Linked DNA regions of Sus scrofa: regions 2, 3 and 4 are each linked to region 1. The links are chromatin contacts, called in public Hi-C and HiChIP or PLAC-seq maps. All regions are on one chromosome and are shown on one strand. Each heading gives the region's core, a stretch centred on a gene start, on an enhancer-like site or on the middle of the called end of the contact. The rest is flanking DNA. Distances are from core to core; before and after follow the strand shown. Region 1 overlaps SLC1A2 (excitatory amino acid transporter 2). Region 2 overlaps CD44 (CD44 antigen). Region 3 has its middle 99 kb from the start of CD44. Region 4 holds the start of CD44 (CD44 antigen).

Region 1 (5,168 bases), core at 666-3,165:
CATATGGAGGTTCCCAGGCTAGGGGTCGAATCGGAGCTGTAGCCACCAGCCTACGCCAGGGCCACAGCAACGCGGGATCCGAGCCGCGTCTGCAACCTACACCACAGCTCACGGCAACGCCGGATCCTTAACCCACTGAGCAAGGGCAGGGACCGAACCCGCAACCTCATGGTTCCTAGTCGGATTCGTTAACCACTGCGCCACGACGGGAACTCCCTGGATGGCTGTCTTAATTTCTGGGAAGGATTATCTGAGCAGGAATGGGTCAACCCTTTCTGGGAATGAGAGAAAGTGCTCGTTTAAAGCATCTTGCTTCTGGAAAAGTGACTCAGAGAGGCACTCAGCCTTGTAAGCACCTGAAATGCCAGGAAAACAGACTTTTTGGCCACTGAAGAGGATCTCATGCAAATGGCTGGCTCATTCAGGTCTTTCCCTGTGGACGGAGGCTGAGAAGCAAGCACCCCCCCACCACCACCAACTTTCCCAGCACTGCAACCTCACTCTCCCTACCAGAGTCATACAACCTTCCCCTTAGAACAACCTGTGTGTTTACTGATAAACAGTCCTGGACGAGCTCATTAATAATTTACTCTGGGAGTTTCCACTGTGGCTCAGCAGAAACACACCCAACCAGCATCCATGAGGATGCAGGTGTGATCCATGGCCCGGTTCAGTTGGTTAAGGATCCGGTGTTGCTGTGGCTGTGGTGTAGGCTGGCAGCGACAGCTCCAATTCAACCCTTAGCCTGGGAACCTCCATATGCCGCACCTGTGGCCCCAAATCTGCACCCCCCCCCAAAAAAAAACAAAACAAAAAAATAAATAATTTACTCTGGATAATGGGCAGGAGAGGGTTTGGCAGTCATGGCAACAACTCAAAGTCCTTATTTGTCGTGGTTTATTTTTAAGTATCAGAAAAAGAGGCCATTTTTTCCTCTAACATCGAATTCCTGATGGAAACTGGATATGTGTGAGAATGAGATGGGAACGGGTGGAGAAAAGATATCTTAAAAATGCAGTCATTAAATATCAGGACAGGAAAATAACTGAAAGAAAGCATTTCTTGGCCTTACACTGCACCCTTCTGGAAGGAAGAAGAAGTGAAAAAACTACATCATTTCTATACTCAACTTCGCTCTATTATTATGAAAACATATTCATATCAAAAATTCAGATATAAAAGCATTTTTCCACACTTAAACTATTTTATCTTAATATACATTTCCCCAACTAATCTTTACTACAAACTTATGAGGCTAAAATTATTATCTCCATTTTATGGACAAGGAAGCTGAGCCTTAGAGACCATGGCTAAGTTTTACCGCCCAGATGCTGTGCAGGCAGGATTTGTACCCAAGTCAGCCTGAATCCAAAATCTGTGTTTTTTTCTACATCCCAGTCCTGTAGGAAAGGAAGAAAACTGAACCCAACCAGGAGGGGGATATTTCAGAATTTATTTCAGGAAAATGGACCTTAAATACTTTTTACTATACAAGTTATTTAAAATGTCTTTCATCACACAGCTAACGAGGGATTGGGTGTGCAGGGGTTAAATTTTATCAATGTCCTATTTTTTTTTTTTTTTTGTCTCTTTAGGGTTGCACCTGTGGTATATGGAGGTTCCCAGACTAGGGGTCTAATCAGAGCTACAGGTGCCAGCCTACACCACAGCCACAGCAACGCCAGATCCGAGCTGCATCTGTGACCTACACCACAGCTCATGGCAACGTCAGATCCTTAACCTGCTGAGCGAGGCCAGGGATGAAACCCGCAACCTCATGGTTCCTAGTCAGATTTGTTTCCACTGTGTCGCAACGGGAACTCCCTCAATTTCCTATTTTCATTTCTTATGAAGTTATGAACCAAATGCAACAACATGCTCTCCTCCGCTTCCTCTGACACACCTCCTCTGACACACTCCTCCGCTTCTTAGACACACTTGGAAAGACAACTCTCCTTCTGGATCATGCACTGCTAGAGCACCAGAGCCTGAACCTACTTCACTTTTGGTTTTGAATGTTCAGAAAAATGTGCGGAAGAATCAATGAAAGAATCAAGACGGGCATTTCTATCATGACTCAGTGGTTAACGAATCCGACTAGGAACCATGAGGTTGCGGGTTCGATCCCTGGCTTTGCTCAGCAGGTTAAGGGTCCGGCGTTGCCGTGAGCTGTGGTGTGGGTCTCAGATGGGGCTTGGATCCCACTTTGCTGTGGCTCTGGCATAGGCTGGCGGCTACAGCTCCGAATGGACCCCTAGCCTGGAAACCTCCATATGCCACAGGCGCGGCAAAAAGACAAAAAAAAAAAAAAAAAAAAGAATCAAGAAGAGAAGGAACGACTTCAACACAGTATCTCTTTAACTTTTGTTTCTTATATTCCAAAGTTCCAAGCAAAATACCTCGTGACACTTAAGTCACCAGGTGAGTTGGCCCAGGTGTCCATCCACATGCACAGGTGGACACGTGAAGCAGGAGCTGTTCCTGAGCTGGACCCAAGGCTGGTCTCATTTTTACCCTGAAGCACGGCTCCTGTCTGGGATCTTGATTATGCATGCCACCTCTCGGGTTTCTGTTCACTATCTGTAAAATGAGGATCCTTTGAAACTAAGCATAGCGATAATAAAGTCAAACTTTTAAAAGTTGAGAATTCTGATTTGTATTTTTGAAGTGGTCAGCCTGACATTTAGTAACTGGTTTGACTGGTTTTACACATGTCACGTGGTCAATGGATAGCTTTGGCACAGCCCTGGCAAAGCTGCTAACGCCTCAGCCTGATTTTATTTATTTATTTATTTATTTTTGCTTTTATTTACAGCCACACCTGTGGCATATGGAAGCTCCCAGGCTTAAGGGTCAAATTGGAGCTACAGCTGCCATCCCAAACCACAGCCACAGCAACTCCAGATCCAAGTGGCATCTGCGACCTACACCACAGCTCACGGCAATGTCAGATCCTTAACCCAGTGAGCAAGGCCGGAGATCAAACCCTTGTCCTCATAAATACTAGTCAGGTTCGTTACCGCTGAGCCACGACAGGAACTCCTCATTTAGCCTGATTTAAAAAAACAACTTGATTTTCATCTGTCAATCAGTCAATTTCAAGCATGTTTGACAATGACCCACAGGAAGAAATATAGCCGATGTTCCTCAGTATGACCCAGCACACACATACATGTAAGCACACACACATGCATATACACACAACATACACGCAAGCATGCATACATAAGCACACATCCATACATGTGCAAGCATACACACACACACACAATCGCAGCAAATGACCCACACTCTTTCCATACGAAATGTTCTCTGATAGATTCTATTCTTCTATTCATTTTTTTAATTTCACTTTTTTCTAATAAATTGATTTCTTGACCCACCGAATGGTCAGGACACACAGTTTAAGAAGCACCACCCGAAGCTGTGCTGTCCGATTTAGTGATGGACCACTGGAAACGTGGCATGACGTGAGAGTGGCCTTGAGTTTCAAATAAACGGCAGACGTTTAAAAAAATCCTACCAAACATTAAATACCTCATTCCTGATCTTTCACATTAATTGCATGTGGCAGCAACAACAGGTTGGATAATTTGAAGCAAATAAAATATTTTACTAAGACTAATTTCACCTCTTCCTCTTTATTTTTTTCCTGGGGCTACAAGAACATTTAACATTATCTAGGAGGCTCGCGTGAAGGTTCTTTGGGACAGCAACAACTGTCCATGGTCAAATCCACCCTGACATCTGTTTTTGTAGATAAACCCTTATTGGAACACATCCTCCACCTGCTTCATTCACGTGTTGCTGAAGAGTCGTGATACAGACTCTGTCACCCACAAGTCCTAAAATATTTACTGCCTGGCCCTTTGCAGAAAAAGTCTGCTGAGCCCTAACAGAGCACTGGGTGCTTATTATCTGCCAGTCATTGTGCCATGTCATATATAAATACATCTATATACATGTATACGTGTGTGTGTGTACGTGTGTGCGTGCATGTGTGTGTTACTGACCTGATACTGATCCTGCTAGAGGAGTTTCATCACCACACTTTACAGATGAGGCTCTGAGCAAGTGAGCAACTGGCCTAAGACCACCCAGCTGAGCATCGAATAACAGAGCTGGGATTCGAACCCGTGCCAATCTGACAACAAGGCCTGGGCTATCATTTCTACCTTGTTTGCACCATCCCCTCCCCCCACAATCCCTTCCTGGCTGGATGGAGGGCTAAATTCCACCTTTTTGTGGCTGGGAGAACTGGCCCGTCTGTCAACGGTCCAGAGGGACACGGGAGCAGGTTGTGCGGAAGACGGCCTCTCCTTGGGGAATCGAAGGGTTGCAACGATTTCTCTAGTTTTAGGGAAAGTGACCTGGCTCCCACACACCATGGAAACACACACTGCTCAGACACCACTCTTGGACTGATCGAAATGCAATCATTCAAAGCCTCTCCTCACCTCAGTTAGGACTTTTTGTTTTTCATCTTCAACCCTAACACTTTAGGGCTTCAAACTTCAGATTTGACAGTCCTAGATATCTAAAGACACTTTGAAAAAAATAGTATGGGAAAAACTAAAAAGTTCACTAGGGTTTTTTGTTTGTTGTGTTGTTTGTTTTGGTTTGTTTGCTTTTTGCTTTTTAGGGCCTCACCCTCAGCATAGGGACATTCCCAGGCTAGGAGTCTAATCGGCCTCTACCACAGCCACAGCATCACAGGATCCAAGCCGTTTCTGTGACCTAAACCACAGTTCACGGCAACACTGGATCCTTAACCCACTGAGCAAGGCCAGGGATTGAACCCGCATCCTCCTGGATACTAGTCGGATTCGTTTCCGCTGCGCCACGACAGGAACTCCCCACTAGGGTTTTTATTAAATGAAAAAGCAAATAATAAAATTACTTGCAGAGGATTATCCTATTTTGGTAAATAAATAAAAATTGCTTATAATTGTCCGTGTGTGTGTGTGTGTGCGCGCGCGTGCACACAGGCGCTTATTTTAGGGCACTGCCATCCTTCCACTGATTCCTCATAGGAATGCACAGAGAATATGAAATCGCATAAGGACAAAGGAACCTGGATGTTCAAGGCTCAGGCAGCAAACCCAGGGAGGACCTCCAGCTGTCTCTTGAAGAACAGTGGGGCTGTAGCGCCCCCCTGTGTCTGGGGT
Region 2 (5,267 bases), core at 972-3,471, 200 kb before region 1:
GGGGGCAGTGGTGGTGGCCGGGGAACCAGAATCTTCCTGGACCACACAAGTCCAGCCCCCCATGGTTAGTAAGAGATTCCTCTTGGACTGTAGTTTGCAAAAGGAAGGGGAGGCCTGCAGGGTGAGGTGTGCTGAGTCCATCAGGCCTGGCTGGAAATCCTAGTTCTTTACCATCTGGGTCAGCTGAGCCTCAGTTTTCTCTTCCGGGTAATGGAACAATGTATGAGATTTGCCATGAAAATGAAGAAAGAAAATGTATCTGATGCCCTGCCCATAAATGCCCCATTTTCTTGGTCCTTACAGATCTCTCTCCTCTCTCTCTCTCTCAGTCCAGACATGTTCAGGTTTGGTCATAACTTCTTATCAGAGCTTCATCTGTGGAGATTATTAGGGCAAGTGAGAGTTGGCATGTTTTTTAATTTCTGGTTTATTAATACCTCTACTTGGACAAGCTGGATAGGGCAACAGAGGAATCTTTAGTCCTACCAAGGCAATACAGCAGAAAATCATGTCAGCTAAAGGTACCCTTGGACAGGGAGTGACCCGTACCTGAAAGCAGATAACCCATTGAGAGGGGAAGAGTGAACAAATTCCTTCTTGCGCTTTCTTCTCCTGTCATTCTAGTCATTTGCTTGTTTAAACCAAAGATTTCGATCTTTTTAGACCCCCATACTTCTTCATTTCAGGTTGAATTTCACAGGAGATGACAGAGGCTCTGTCAATATTTAAGTACACCAATTTCTTAGCCAGGATGGGAGTTCATTTAAACTGACAAATGGGCCCCTTAGAAAGAAAATCTCGTTCTTCATGACTCTGCAAATATACAGGCTTACCTTGGAGATATTGCAGGTTCGGTTCCAGACCACCTCAATAAAGCACATATTGCCGTACACTTTTTGGCTTCCCAGCACATATAAAAGGTACATTTACACAACATTGTAGTTCAAATGTGCAATAGCATTATGTTTAAAAAAAAAAAACAATGTACATGTCTTAATTAAAGATATCTTATTGCTAAAAAATGCTATCTTTAACCTTAATTAAAGATATCTTATTGCTAAAAAATGCTAACCATTATCTGACAACACAGGGTTGCCACAGACCTTCCGTTTGTAAAAAGCACAATATCTGTGAGCTCAATAAAGTGAGGCACAAATAAATGCATTATGCTTGTATATGTCCTGTTGAGACCAACAGTCTCTCTGTCGCCTGTTTCAAATTCTTGCTTGAAATAGATGAAATTAATAGCAATACATATTACATGTATTGAGAAGGGAGGTAGGGACCAGGCGGGAGAAAGACCATTTATTGAGCACCAACTCTATTTTGAATAACTACACCAAGCCTTTTCCATGCAGTGTATCATATCGTGCTCATAATTGGAGGTAGTGTTACCCATATTTTACATAAGATGAAACTGAAGCTCAGAGAGTTACCCACCTTGTCAAGAGCCACACAAAGTGGGATTCCAGGAATTCCCTTCATGGCTCAGTGGTTAACAAACCCAACTAGGATCCATGAGGATGTGGGTTTGATGGTGTAGGCAGGCAGCTGCAGCTCCGATTTGACCCCTAGCCTGGAAACTTCCAGATGCCCGAGGGTGCGGCCCTAAAAGAGCTCTAGACACCCTCTTTCCCTGTCCCCATTTCCAGGGTGGGTGGGTGAATGGGGGAAGGTTCATGTTCATAGTGCACTGTTCACTCTGTGCCCCCAACAGGAGGTAGGTAGTTAGATGTTATTTTGCTTAACAGAAACAAACAAAAACAGCTTTGAAGTCACTGCCTTATAGGATAAGCCACAGTCTTTCCTATAGTCAGAGAGTGTCAGCGGCCAAGTTCTGAAAGTGCCTTCTCTGTCTGCCAGCTATTGTTAACCGCGATGGCACCCGCTACACCAAGAAAGGTGAATACAGGACCAACCCCGAGGACATCAACCCCAACATGGCTCCGGAGGATGATATGAGCAGTGGATCATCCAGTGAAAGAAGCACTTCCGGGGGTTACAGCATCTTCCACACCCACCTTCCGACTACTACGCACCCAGACCAAGAAGGTCCTTGGGTCTCTAGCAACCCGGAGGATACCCCAGCTACCAGTAAGGAGAATGAATCCCTGATCTTTCCAATAGCGATTCGTTTGCAAAAACAGCTCTGATTTTCCTCGTGCGTTGATTATCCCTGTCTCTAGAAAGTGGTGACGTCATGCGGCGGGGCTCCTGTGGTTGTCAGTGCGCTGTATGCGTGGACAGCTACTGCCAACAATTTTTTTTTTCTTTCAGTATACTGGAAGTGGCATATTGGAAGTTTTTTAGAAGAACTTCCCTTGTTCTCTTGTCCCAGAAATATGGGGACAAGTCAAGCCTGATGCAGAAACTGTTTTCATTTTTGCAGGTTTCCTTCTTGTTCTTATTCATTTATGGATAAGATTGTTTTCACAAATTTGGGATCATAGTGTATGCTTACCATTTCCATTTGCTACTTTTCTGCAGCTTAATTTTTTTATTTTTATGTTTTAGCCTGATGTATAGTCATATTAATTGTGTAATAATTTGTCATATTCACTACCCATGATCTACTAAACAATTCCTTTGTTTTTGGTCTAAGGAAGCATATCTGAAGGAGTTATCTGGTCAAATCAAATCTCCTTCAGAAACTATATTAGTGCCGTTGGAACAATCAATTTGGTACATTGGTGAAAAAAAATCTGCTTGAGTTTTATATTCCAGCTGGTGGGGAGAGGCTCTTAAAACTTGCTTGGTTTCGTCTGTGAACTCATTACTTTGGGACTGCTAGAGTGGAGATACGTAAACATTGCATAAGATTTCTTGGGGTTCTGGCCCCTGGTGCTTTACTTTCATGGGAAAGTGTTTACATCTTCCTCTGGTCTCCTTCTCTGCTTCTCTCTTTTCTTTTTCCCTATGGTTTGTTTTCAGACGGGTTTCCAGATTGGCCGTGTTCTTCTGTGCAGGATTATTCAGACTCGAATAGGCCATCTGCTTCTTTAGGAGCTTTCTTAGTATGATGTGGATTTTCTCTTTCCCTGGCTATGGCTCTTGAGGGGTAGAACTCTGGGCTCCAAAGAGTGTGGTGGAAATCTTCTGGTTTGCAAATGCTCAAGACGGGGCCCTTTTCTATTCCTCACCACCCAAAAGCCAGGGAATTGGGAATTTACCAGAGTGCTATGATGTAATGCAATGTTACTTTCTCAGCCTTTTAAATTTCTGTTAGCATCTGGCTGAGGGGGCGGTACAAATAGGGTTGGGTTCTGGTCATTCTCCGTAGATGCTTTGAAACATTCCAAAAAACACGTTTTTCAAATTTCCCATGATTTCCTGGAGTATTGGCTCTCTGGAGATTGTTCCACTGTATTATCTATAATCCCATGGACCACCCTTCTTGAGAGAGAAGCTTCTGCAAACCAACCGTGTGGGGCTGCCTGTTACTCGCTGCTTCTTGACTTCTCTGCCTTTTGCAAATTAGCCACATCGAAGGTACTTATCATCAGGGCACGTGATTTTGTCCAGTGTTGGCAAACATGACAATTAGAGGTTTCAGCAGGAGGCAGATCAGATCTGTCCTAAAGGACCATTTCCCCCCAAAGGAGAACATCGTGGCAAAATATGAAGAGGAAATGAACATTTAAGCTGCTAACAGACTACATAAACTAGTGTGCATTTCATATGTGCTTTAGAAAAGGCAATGAGGACATTTTATAAATATTCATAGCACATCTTTTAAAGACTGCACCTTTCCTACCAAAGTTAGTCAGCAAATATATTTTGAAGACCTACTATGTACCAAGCTATTCTAATGCTTGGGATCCAGTAGTAAACACCATTAGAAAATAATATTGAGGAGATGTAAGGATTATTAAGCTAGTCATTCATTCAACGGATATTTGAGGTCTTCTCTGTGCCAGATGTTGCTCTGGTTCCTGGGGACGCAGAGTTGGACCTACTTTCCTGGAGCCTATAGACTGTTCAAAAATCAAGGAAAAGATTAAGCTTATCATATGTTTCCTTAATAAAACATAGTTCAGGATTTCAGTTGAGAAAAGAATCATGCTTTCCTCTTTCAGAGCACGTAGGTAGCTAAGTTTCTTTTAGTAGTTTAGGAAGAGAGAGAAGTCTGTCCAGCAGAGTCAGTCCAGTGCCAACCTGAGAGTCATAGTGGAGTTCTAGGATCCAATATGTCAGCTCCAAATAAATCAACTCCAAGAAGGTATCAAAAAAAAACCAAAAACAATCAGGTAGAAACTTAAACATAGCATATGGCGTACTTGAACAAGTTAGCGCTAAAAAGTTCCTGAATAACCATATTTTCCAAGCCCAGTGAGGAGAGTGCCCAAACCTCATGATTCAGGACCAGGTGTTGGGACTTACTGAGAAGGAATGATTGCAAATCCTCCCTAATGCACACAGGAGGGCAGAGGTCAAGAGGCGGGCTGCCTGAGCACACAGAAGTGCGTCTTTGGCTTATGTAGCTCAGTCCATCCTTAAGGGTCCTTAGTGGGTGGCAATAGGGAGAGCCAGTGCGAACAACCATCTAGGTAGGTTTTGACTTCCAGCAAGCTTTTTATTATAAATGTTTTTGGAAGTGCCTTCCTGGAGGAATGTCATCAGCCTCTTTTCTGTTGGTGATCTGGAATTCTTTGGAATCCAAAAACTTTGGATTCTTTGGAATCCAAAAACTAATTTGGGAAGTAGACTCCTGCCTTGGAAAACCCTTTCCTTGTCTTCTGGTTGTAAAAGAAATATATGTATGTACATATATTTTTTTTTCTTATTCTTTTTCTTTTTTTTTTTGGTCTGGCATGATCTACTCGGTTGGAGAAATTGAAAACTTCTGGTGAAGCAGCAGCTTTTTTCATTTTCCCTGAATATCATAAAACTCATTTTAGGAAAACAGAAATAATGCCTATTTCTGTCTTTCTCTTGTATATTTACCTCCCATTGGTCTCCACCTAATGGGCAATGGTGGCTGGAGTTCTGCATCTTTAATAACATTTCTGAGGTACCAATGGGTGTCTATAGATTTTCCAGGGAGGATGTCCAGGTTTATCTGAGGGCATCACTGGTGGAAATGACTTCTATCTCTTTAGTCTGTTCTGTGCAAATGTGTCCTTTGTAGCATAGCACATATTGTGTAGGTGGTTGACATTGGGTGTGTATAGCTTTTAACCTGGAGTAGGTTCTAGTAGTTATGACAGGCATTCAAGAGCCACCAGAAAAAATACGCAAAATGTTGAAAATATGTGTGTGTAGGATCT
Region 3 (5,326 bases), core at 2,818-5,317, 150 kb before region 1:
TGGGCTTCTTCCCCACCTTGGCTTCCGGAAGGCTGGCAGTCGAGCACACGTGCTCCAGGCCAGACTGTCTTTCTAGGGAATCTGATAATCAGAGCAAAGCTGAAAGATGCTAACAGGATAGTTCCCCAAGGAAATAGCCCAGCAAAGCAAGCTACAAGGAAGATCTCATGCCCCACCAGGCACAAAGCACTCTTAGATTTCTATGGCTCACTTTCACACAGGATGAGTGGAGATAATTCACTGAGAACCTGAAGAAGAAGAAAAAAAAAGATCATTCATAATCTCAGTAAGAAAAGAGGAGATAATGTCTATCTATGAAGGAACACAATGCTAGGGTAAAAAGGAACATTCAGCAAACACCTAAAAAAGAAGCTCTTTAAAATTTAAACATGAAGCCACAAATTAAAAAAATAAACTTAACAGAAGGTACGGTAAATAAAGTTGAAGGAAAATCCCAGGGAACAGAACAAAGACAAAGCAATGGAAACAGAGGAGAAAATATATGAAAAGTCTAGGAATAGGAATTACAAAAAGAGGAAACAGAGGAGTTCCCTGGTGGCTCAGTGAGTTAAGGATCCAGCATTATCACTGCTGTGGCATGATTTGATCACTGGCTCAGAAAATTCCACATGCCAAGGGGCAACCAAATTTTTTTTTTTTTTTTTAAAGAGAGAGGAATTCCTGTCGTGGCACAGTGGAAACGAATCTGACTAGGAATCATGAGGTTGCAGGTTCGATCCCTGGCCTTGCTCAGTGGGTTAAGGATCCAGTGTTGCTGTGAGCTGTAGTGTAGGTCCACAGATGTGGCATGGATCTGGCGTTGCTGTGGCTGTGGTGTAGGCTGGCAGCAATAGCTCTGATTAGATAGACCCCTAGCCTGGGAACCTCCATATGCCGTGGGTGGGGCCCTAAAAAAAGAGAGAGAGAGAGAGAGAGAGAAAGCAGAGAGCACAAAGAAGTCATCCAAGAAAATAAATCAAGAAAATTCCCCAGAATTAAAAATGAATATCTAAAGGACTGAGTGCTTAGCACAATGGATGAAATAGACACACACTAAGGCTCATCATCTTAAAAATTCCTAACAGTCAAGGCAAAGAGATTATCCTATAGGCTTCTGAGGAGGAAAATGTTATGTCACACAGAGGATCAAGAATCAGAATAGGAGTTCCCGTCGTGGCGCAGTGGTTAACGAATCCGACTAGGAACCATGAGGTTGCAGGTTCGGTCCCTGCCCTTGCTCAGTGGGTTAACGATCTGGCGTTGCCGTGAGCTGTGGTGTAGGTTGCAGACGCGGCTCGGATCCCGCGTTGCTGTGGCTCTGGCGTAGGCCGGTGGCTATGGCTCCGATTCGACCCCTAGCCTGGGAACCTCCATATGCCGCGGGAGCGGCCCAAGAAATAGCAACAACAACAACAACAAAAGACAAAAGACAAAAAAAAAAAAAAAAACTTTAAAAAAAAAAAAAAGAATCAGAATAGAAGTGGGCTTCTCAACAGCCACCTTGAAAGAGAGTACTGAGAAACAACACCTTTGAAATTTTGAGGGAAACATTCCCAAGCTAGAATTCTAAGGCTGCTGAACCACCAAGTAACTGCAAGAGTGGGGTGAAGACCTTTCAGGTGTGCCCTGTCTCCTAACCCATTCGCCCATTCCCAGGCAGCTCCTGAAGGATGTTCCCCATCAAAACAAGGGAGTTACCACGCGAGGGGAAAACAGGCGATTCAGAAACCAAGGTGAAAACGATGATAAAGGGAGATGCTGAGATGACCACTGGACAGCATGTCTGGGGAACAAACAGTCCAAACTGGACTACTGATGAATAAATGAAACAATACATGTCTTGTCTTGCATAATTGACCTCTAGGTTAAAAGAAAATCACTTTTTGGGCGCTCCCATTGTGCCTCCGCATTAACGAACCTGACTAGTATCCACAAGTCATGGGACAGCCAAAATTTTCTTTTTGTCTTTTTAGGGCTGCACCCGCAGCATATGGAGGTTCCCAGGCTAGGGGTTGAATTGGAGCTGTAGCCGCCAGCCTACACCGCAGCCGCAGCATCACTGGATCCGAGCCACATCTGCAACCTACACCACAGCTCACGGCAACGCCGGATCGTTATAACCCACTGAGCAAGGTTCCTAGTCAGATTTGTTAACCACTGAGCCAGGACAGGAACTCCAGCCAAATTTTTTTTGTATCCATGAGGATGAGAGTTCTATCCTTGGTCTCACTCAGTGGGTTAAGGATCCGGCATTGCCTTGAGCTGTGGTGTGGTTGGAAGATGCAGCTCAGATCCTGCGTTGCTGTGGCTGTGGGGTCAACCTACAGCTGCAGCACCAATTTGACCCCTACCTTGGAACTTCCACATGCCATACATGCAGCCCTGAAAAAATAATAATAATAATAAAATTTTTTAAATTACTTTTTGGTTTTACCGGCTAACTCGATGCATTTAAAACTACTTCAAAACATAGTAAGCCACTTAAAACAACAAACATCGGCTATTTCTCAAGAATCCACCCACTGACTGGGTGCTTCTGCTTCTGGCCAGGGCTCCCTTGAGCATCGACTCATGCACTTGGCTGTGGTTAACAAACAGGGCAGCTAGACTCACAGACATTGAAAAACTTATGGTCTCCAAAGGAGGCAGTTTGGGGGGTGGGAGGATGTGCTTGGGTTATGGGATGGAAATCCTGTGAAATTATATTGTTATGATCATTATACAACTACAGATGTGATAAATTCATTTGAATAATTTTAAAAAATTAATTAATTAAAAAAACAAAACAAACGAACAAACAGGGCAGCTAGAAGCTGGCTGATGTACCATGGCTTATCTGGGATGGCCAGGATCATTGGCGTCTCTTTCTGTGGGTCCCCCACAGGCCCTCAACCATCGCATGCAGGCCTGGCAGAGTTCCGAGTGAGAGCAGATGCCCACGACACTTCCGGAGGCCAAGGCCCAGAACTGGCACTTTGCCACAACACCGTAGACTATCAGCCAAATCGAGGCTCGAGAGCAGCCCAGATTTGAAGGCTGGAAAACAGACTCCGCCTCTGAATGCGAGGAGCTGCACGGTCCTATCGCAAAAAGCGTAGTTACAATGGTCAAGGCCAGTGATCAGGGCCATTAGCACAATCAACCTATGACGGATGCTTTGAAAGAGCCTTATGCTCAAGGGCACCTCTCACGTTTACGCTTAAGACACACACACCATGTGGGCCGTGTTGATAATAGCATTCATTTGGAAAGCCAGAAACAACTTCATAAGAAAAGGAAGGAGCAGGATTCTGTGTTAAGTCTTGTTTGGGAGGTTACCTGGTACGGTAGCAAGAGGCCCGAGTTCTGGAATTAGACAGACCTGAGATTTATACTGACTCTACTGCTTAACAGCTTAAATACTCTCGAGTCTTACTTTTTCCATCTATAAAAAAGGGACAATAAAACCTTTACAGGGTTGTTAGGACGATTAAATGAGGTAATAAGTACATGACAATGCCTGACATGTATCAGGTCCTCAAAAATGTTAATTCCTATCTGAATATGAATTCATCTTCCACAGGCACACTCTAAGTACTTAAGGTCTCTCTCCACCACCCGCCTCTAATTTTCAGAACTCTCATCAACTTTTAAATACACGTGGCTACTAACTCAGGGTTATCTGGAACCAGAATATTTCAGAATCCAAGGCTCTCACGAGGGATGAGGTTTCTGCTAAAAGCTCTTGGATTTTAACAGAAATGCCTTTTGTTTTTCAAGCAAGGCTGAAGCTCCTGCAGACCAGGAAGCAGATTAGCTGGTGTCCCTTGATGAAATCTTGGCTAGTTGAGCTGTGGCTGCAGATTAACCAGAGTTGGGGCACCACCCATGGCTTTGATCATGACCTCCAGGAAGGAGTCTCACCCACTCCCACCCAGGCAGAGCCCTCTCTCTCCTCTCCGAGCCACCTCTTCACCTTGCCCTGAAGCAGGTCGTACTCTGCCACCTCATCAGTTTGCCCATGAACCTGTCTCTGGACATAGTGGGTCTCTGGAGGGCAGGATTTGGCTTTGTCTCTCCAGCACTCAAGGGAAGGTCCAGCTCCATACACCTCAACATGTGCCATCTGCTGAGCATTTACGGGTACCCGGGTGTACACACCTGTCTCTTCCCTAAAACCCTTGAAGGAGAATTCTTATTTGAACAAGTTTTTAGGACCCCCAATTACAGGAATAGAAAGGGCTCTAGCATGGAGCTCAGCTCCTCCCAACGTCTCTGACTTAACGTGCTTTAGTGCCTATTGGCGGAAGTTCGGTAAATTGAGCCTGTCAGAGTTGAGATGGTCTCCAAATGCCACCAACCAGGTCAGCACGCCCTCACTCTCTGTGCCCGATGGGGCGGAAGGAGGTGTTCAGAAACCACAGGAAGGGCTTAGGGATGAGTAAGTGAAGATGCAGGCACCATCCGGGCGCAGGGGTGATAGCACTGATTTAGGAAGCCATGAACGACCTCATGGAAGTCGTGCTTACCAGAAGTGGAAGAAGCTAGTCACGCGTTACGTGTGATTTTTGCCGTGATGCCCTGGGGGAAGGGTCCGGGGAAACAGCAGTCTGCCTGAGCCATCGTTCTTTCCCAATAACCCACCCCACCCCTTGCCCGTGTTGACATCTGGTCTTCATCACCAGTAGTTTGCCCATTGCCCGCCTCCTCAATCCTGCCCCTCTCGGGTTTCCAGACTGCTTGCTTCATCGGAGGATGACTACTGTTTTCCAGGAGTCTTGTCCAAACCACTTCCTCCTTCCTAACTCCGTAAAGAGGAATGGCAAAAACCTCATGAAAGGCAGCTAATGTTTAGTTAGAAAACGGGGGTCTTTAAAATGAGACTCTGAATTCAAATCCAACCCATGCCACTTCCTCCCTTTATGACCTTCACAAGTTCTTGAATGGCTCTGTGCCTCAGTTTCCTCATCTGTAAAAGGGGAAGAGCACTTAGCACCAGAAAGAGGGCTGGGGGATTAAATAGAATAATGGGAGTCGCATGCAAGGAATATGATAGCTGTGCACAAGTTTCCTCCCTCCTTCCCGATATCATCCTCAATGTTTTTCTTGCGAAAATACATAGCAGGGACTTAGAATCGGAACCATGATGACGGGGAAGTCAGAGGTAGTCCAAGAATTTCAGAGCCCCTCCCAAACCCTTCTAAGAATTTGGGTCCCGAGAACCTCCCACCCTGAAATGGCCAAAACACCATCAGAAAGGAAAAAAAGTTTCCCTTCCTGTTTTCTAGGGAAGGGTGAAATTATCAAGGCTTATTAGTGACCACAATCTTACCACGCAGAGGCCCTG
Region 4 (4,778 bases), core at 834-3,333, 250 kb before region 1:
ACAAGATGACCGCCTGCAAACCAGAGTGTTCTCACCAGAACTGTACCATCCTGGCACCCTGATCTTGGACTTCTCAGCCTCCAGAACTGTGAGAAATAAATTTCTGTTCTTTAAGCCACCTAATCTATAGTATTTTGTTACGGCAGCCTGAACTAAAACAGTGCTTGCTGATGGCTGCGTAATTTTGTGCCTGTACTAAACGCTACCTAATGACTAGCATGTCAAATTTCATGTTATGTCTATTTTAGTACAACAATAATAATAAGCTTATATTAGCTCCCTATTTCTTAGGAATCAAGCTCGATCTTCCCAGTAAAACTTAGAAATGGCTCACCCCACTAATTCTCATGTCTTGCTGGCCCCCCTCAACCTCTTCCTCTGATCAAATGTTCAAGTCATTCCAAACTGCTCTCCACAATCAAAAGGTAATTACTTTCCCTCAGAAATTCTGGCACAGCTCCTTCAGGGTCTTTTTTGTCAGAATCACTGGTAACCACTGTCATTTTCTGTATGTCTCACCAGGCAAGAATTCCATTAAGATTTACTTTCAGTAGTCCACATGAGCAACAAATACTGCTTCTGCATTTCACATATTAAATCACAGTATATTACGGATAGATATGACAGTGTGATATAAGGTAGGGTTTATGCCTCCCCTGAAGAATATGACAATTTCCTCCTCCTTTCGAGATTTGTTGGGTAGCCTAGATGGAGGAAAGTGGATTAACCCTTGCATAGATAGGAATATACATGGCAGCAAGAAAGAAGGGATAGACGCATGGGTGGGTGAGAGGGTGGATAAAATGGTGAATGGATATGTGGAGGATGGATGGGTGGATGGGCGAATAATGGATGGATACATGTATGATGAGATATACGGGTGGATGGAAGGAGACGAGGACAGTGTATAGATGGATGTGGATTTACAAAGAAATATGAGGAGTTCCCGTAGTGGTGCAGTGGTTAAAGAATCCGACTAGGAACCATAAGGTTGCAGGTTCGGTCCCTGCCCTTGCTCAGTGGGTTAACGATCCGGCGTTGCCGTGAGCTGTGGTGTAGGTCGCAGACGCGGCTCAGATCCTGCGTTGCTGTGGCTGTGGTGTAGGCCGGTGGCTACAGCTCTGATTGGACCCCTAGCCTGGGAACCTCCATATGCCGCGGGAGTGGCTCAAGAAATAGCAAAAAGACAAAAAAAAAAAAAAAAAAAAACAAAAAAAAAAAACAAAGAAATATGAAAAGATTAAGGACAGCTGGATGAGAAGCTGGATGAGAGGGTGGTTGGAAGGATATGTGGTTAGATAAATGCATGGAAAGAAGGATGGATGGCTGTGAGTGTCTACTGGATGGACAGATGCACGAGCCCTGGAGGGAGGTAAGGTAAGATGGGTAGAGAGATGAATCAGTGGATGGAAGGATACTTGGGAGGATGAATGAGTGTGTGAGTGAGTGCGTGGATGAATGGGTGGATGGTTCCAGGTGCCAGCCTGAGGCTGGATGATAACAGGTGGGTCAGTGGCTGGTTATCATTAGCCTTCTCTGAGTGGTCCTGATAAGAATCAAAAATCCACCTGAGGCTGTGAACTTCCTTCTCCTTCGAGGGAAGAAGAATGTGCACTTCCTCTCTTCCCTGGGAAGAATCACAAGCTCCCCATCATGGGCAGGGAAGCACCACTCTCCAGGGCAGGACCTGGCTCTGTCCCAGCTCTTCTCCCAGAATATCCAGCTGCCTCTGAAAACCCAGGGAGAAGAGCTCCCCAGCCAGATGCAAAGAGAAACAGTAAAGAGGAGAAGCCAGAGGCTGATCCCAAAGGGCTGAAGTTTTACGACTCAGTCATTCCCTGCTGCGTCCAAAGGCTGGGCTCCCAGTCGCCTCTGGAGCGGAAAGCCGGTGCCTCCCGGTACGATGGAACCCCGCGGCCCCCCGGGGCACCCGCTTTGGCACCCGGTGTTACCATCTCCGTGGAGAAGGGGGCGGGGGCAGCGAGGCCAGCGCCAAGGAGAGCCGGTACGTCTTTAAACTTCTGCCGGCTGCTTAGTCACAGCCCCCTCGCTTGGGTGTGTCCTCCGCTCGCTCCCTCCCTCTTAGGTCACTCACTCAACCCTCGAATAAAAACTGCACCCAACTTCCCAGGCGCCCTCACTGCCAGCCGGACCCCAGCCTCGGACAGGTTCTGGCGCCCTGCTCGTCCAGTGCTCTGCCGGCCCCCGCCCAGCGCCCCGGCCCTTCCATGTCACCCGCTCACTCTCTCCGTCGTTCCGACGCCATGGACACCTTTTGGTGGCGCGCAGCTTGGGGACTCTGCCTCGTGCAGCTGAGCCTGGCGCAGATCGGTGAGTGCCTGCCGAGGCGGTGGGAGGGAGTGACAGGAGTGGCCGGGACCCGCCGGCAGTCGCGCGGGTTGAGTTGGCCCTGGGGCACCTGAGTCAAGTGGGCGGCGAGCGGCTGGGATTTGGGGAAGGAGAGCCGGGCACGGATTTGCGCTAAGCTGGTGGAGAGCCTGTTGGTGGAAAGCACCGTTTTGTTGAAAAGAGAAAGAACGAAGAAAAGTTTGCTGGGCAGGCTGCCGGCGGTGGCGCGCAGTTTTGGGTGAGGTTGTTGGAGCCCTAGAAGCACAAGGCAGAAAGTAACTGTATTCCTGGGCGCGCACAGCCCGCGCGTCTGGACTAACAGGCTCTGGTGCCCAAGGGCGCTGGAAGCCCGGCTGGGCTGTGGCCGGGCAGAGCTGGGCAGGGCAGGGACAGGGGCTAGGGCAGAGGCAGGGCTGTTGGCGAGGTGGCCATAGAGGTGGGCACAGTGGCTATGTGTGAGGGCTGGTGGCCATGAGCTTTCTAGAAAGGGGTCCTGGGTTCCAAGGCTCTTACAGTTGGCTCCAGTCACTAAGGATCTTAACACTGTGGGAACCTGAACCAGCACTGTGGCAAGGTTCTGGGTCTCCACGAGGTGCCAGCCTGGGTCAGGGAGTGTGAATAGGAGAGGCACTGACTGGGCCAGCTGCTAGGTCCTGGCAACCTCCTGCTTCTGCCGATCAGTTAGGGGAAATCCAGCCAGCAGCGATGTGGCTCGTATTCCCTGCCTGGCAGCCTCTAGGCAGGATGGGGGAACCTGGGCACCAGGGTGGCATCAGGAATCCTGGATCTGGGGCTGCCAATATCCCATCCCAATAGGCTCCATGCCCTTCAGTGGCTGTTGGGGGGAGAGGCTGTGTGTGATGTATTGGTGAGGCTGAACTCCAAGCATTCCTTTCTTTTGTCTATAGAGGTACAGATAATTACATGGCTGATTTGGTTATCGCTAGAAAAATTAATTATTTTTCTTTTAAGAAGTGCCAGCTGGGTCATTAGAACAGCTCAACCTATGGTTAATTCCACTCAGCAAGTGTTTATTAAACACAACCCTGGGAGTACCAAGAAAGTAAAAGACACAATCCTAGTTGGGTGCATTAGAAGGACATGTGGGGATCTAAGATGTAGATTCCTCAAACAGAACAAAAGTAATCACCGATCATAATAATTAATATTAATAGGGATGACTGCACTAGCTACTATTTCTTATGCACTTTTGCTGTGCCAGGCACTGTGCTGAATTCTTGACTTGGGTTATCTCATTTCACCCTTGTGATGGCCCAGTGTGGTGTTGTTAGCCTTTTTTTTTTTTTTTTTTTTTTTTTTACAGGAGGGAAACACAGTGAAGCTCAGAGAGGTTAAGTGACTTGCTGATGTTCACACAGCCAGAAGGATGGGTGGTCGTGTGAACCAGACCCCTGAGCCTATTGCTTAATCAGAATATGTTAGGCTGGGTGTGTGGCATAGACAGACTCTCAGAAAAGATTTTATGGAAGGTGGGGTCGTGGTGGACCAGAGCCCTTAGAGGAGGCTTTCAAAGGCAAGGAACTAGACCTCCAAGGAGCCGTGGAAAGGCAGAAATGCTGGGGCGGGGAGAGAAGAGGGGAAGATTCCAGGGGGAGCCCTGAGCCTGGTCTCAGTGAAGAGGAACCAGGTTGGTGTCTCTGTGACCTCTAAGGAAGTTTATTTGTACATTATGTTCCTGTGTCATCTTCTGCTTTGTTTCTGAGAATTCTGACTCCTGACTCCCTCCATCCTGTAGCCCTGATTCTTCTTAAGGGCCCCATCCCCCAATATTCAGCACTGTCTTGACCCTTGAAGTTCCTCCCCAGACCAGCAGGCTCTCCTGCCCGGAGTTTTTGTGGTCCCTTTGGGCAGCATCATTTGGAGGAAGCGCCCAAAAGTGCCTGTAGCAATAACTGCTGGGGCCCAGGCTTTCATGTGCTTGTAAAGTTGTTTGAAAGGAACTGAGACTTGGAAAGGAGACGTGACTTAACAGCAGGCTTGGGCTGGGCAGGCAGAGAAGGGAAGGAGAAAGAGGAGGCGGGGAGGTTCTGCTGTTGCCCCGCTGCTAGTGGAGGCAGTGGGCTCTGGAGGACAGTGAGGAAACTGTGGGAAGGGGCGAGGCTTCGGGAAGGAAGAAAGCTCCCATCTCCCTACTGGAGAGCAAGAAGTGGCGATGTGGCCGAATGCACTCAAGCAGCATTGGACCCAGACTCTTTAAGCTGGAGAATAGATCTCTTGAACTGGGTGTCACAGTGGGAGGAATAAAGTAGCCCTGGGTGGCGGGCATTGGGGGGAGCCCTCGTCCCTCTCCTTCTCCTCTCCTCTGTGGGTGAGAGGTCATTGCTAAGGAATTTCACTCCTGGTGTTTAGAAAGAGGGGTGCATCTGACAGTAGTGGGGTTTGGGGGTGGCAGGCAGCCTGCTGATCCC

What was found. Hi-C and Micro-C count contacts between places; a contact is called where the count stands out from the background. HiChIP or PLAC-seq counts read pairs in DNA pulled down with a chosen protein or histone mark.
Region 2: an H3K27ac HiChIP or PLAC-seq map of alveolar macrophages shows a contact between it and region 1. The contact joins two enhancer-like sites. A contact is called at or near these places in 1 of 47 Hi-C or Micro-C datasets (embryonic fibroblasts) and 1 of 2 datasets of contacts at active chromatin or transcription factors (alveolar macrophages).
Region 3: an H3K27ac HiChIP or PLAC-seq map of alveolar macrophages shows a contact between it and region 1, with 8 times the contacts expected there. The contact joins two enhancer-like sites. A contact is called at or near these places in 1 of 47 Hi-C or Micro-C datasets (embryonic fibroblasts) and 1 of 2 datasets of contacts at active chromatin or transcription factors (alveolar macrophages).
Region 4: a contact with region 1 is called in a Hi-C map of alveolar macrophages, with 1.8 times the contacts expected there. The contact joins the promoter of CD44 here to the enhancer-like site in region 1. A contact is called at or near these places in 9 of 47 Hi-C or Micro-C datasets (alveolar macrophages, embryonic fibroblasts, fetal skeletal muscle and 4 more) and 2 of 2 datasets of contacts at active chromatin or transcription factors (alveolar macrophages and skeletal muscle).

Annotation. Positions count from the first base shown.
Region 1 is chr2:25,629,523-25,634,690 of Sscrofa11.1, reverse strand. The region is part of intron 1 of SLC1A2 (excitatory amino acid transporter 2); the gene reads right to left. The region is part of intron 1 of LOC110259680 (a long non-coding RNA gene); the gene reads right to left. Among named protein-coding and RNA genes, the nearest start is that of SLC1A2, 28 kb to the right of the region's middle. Within about 2 kb of position 1,915, at least 9 of the 83 cell types and tissues checked have an H3K27ac peak or open chromatin away from gene starts, as enhancers often do. A contact at or near this core is called in alveolar macrophages, where this site is marked.
Region 2 is chr2:25,832,770-25,838,036 of Sscrofa11.1, reverse strand. CD44 (CD44 antigen) reads left to right here. Exons shown (of 14, transcript XM_013994425.2): 5 at 1,864-2,094. Among named protein-coding and RNA genes, the nearest start is that of CD44, 49 kb to the left of the region's middle. Within about 2 kb of position 2,221, at least 2 of the 83 cell types and tissues checked have an H3K27ac peak or open chromatin away from gene starts, as enhancers often do. A contact at or near this core is called in alveolar macrophages, where this site is marked.
Region 3 is chr2:25,782,537-25,787,862 of Sscrofa11.1, reverse strand. No RefSeq gene overlaps it. Among named protein-coding and RNA genes, the nearest start is that of CD44, 99 kb to the left of the region's middle. Within about 2 kb of position 4,067, at least 19 of the 83 cell types and tissues checked have an H3K27ac peak or open chromatin away from gene starts, as enhancers often do. A contact at or near this core is called in alveolar macrophages, where this site is marked.
Region 4 is chr2:25,881,514-25,886,291 of Sscrofa11.1, reverse strand. It overlaps CD44 (CD44 antigen), which reads left to right and starts at 2,083. Exons shown (of 14, transcript XM_013994425.2): 1 at 2,083-2,331. The coding sequence starts at 2,229.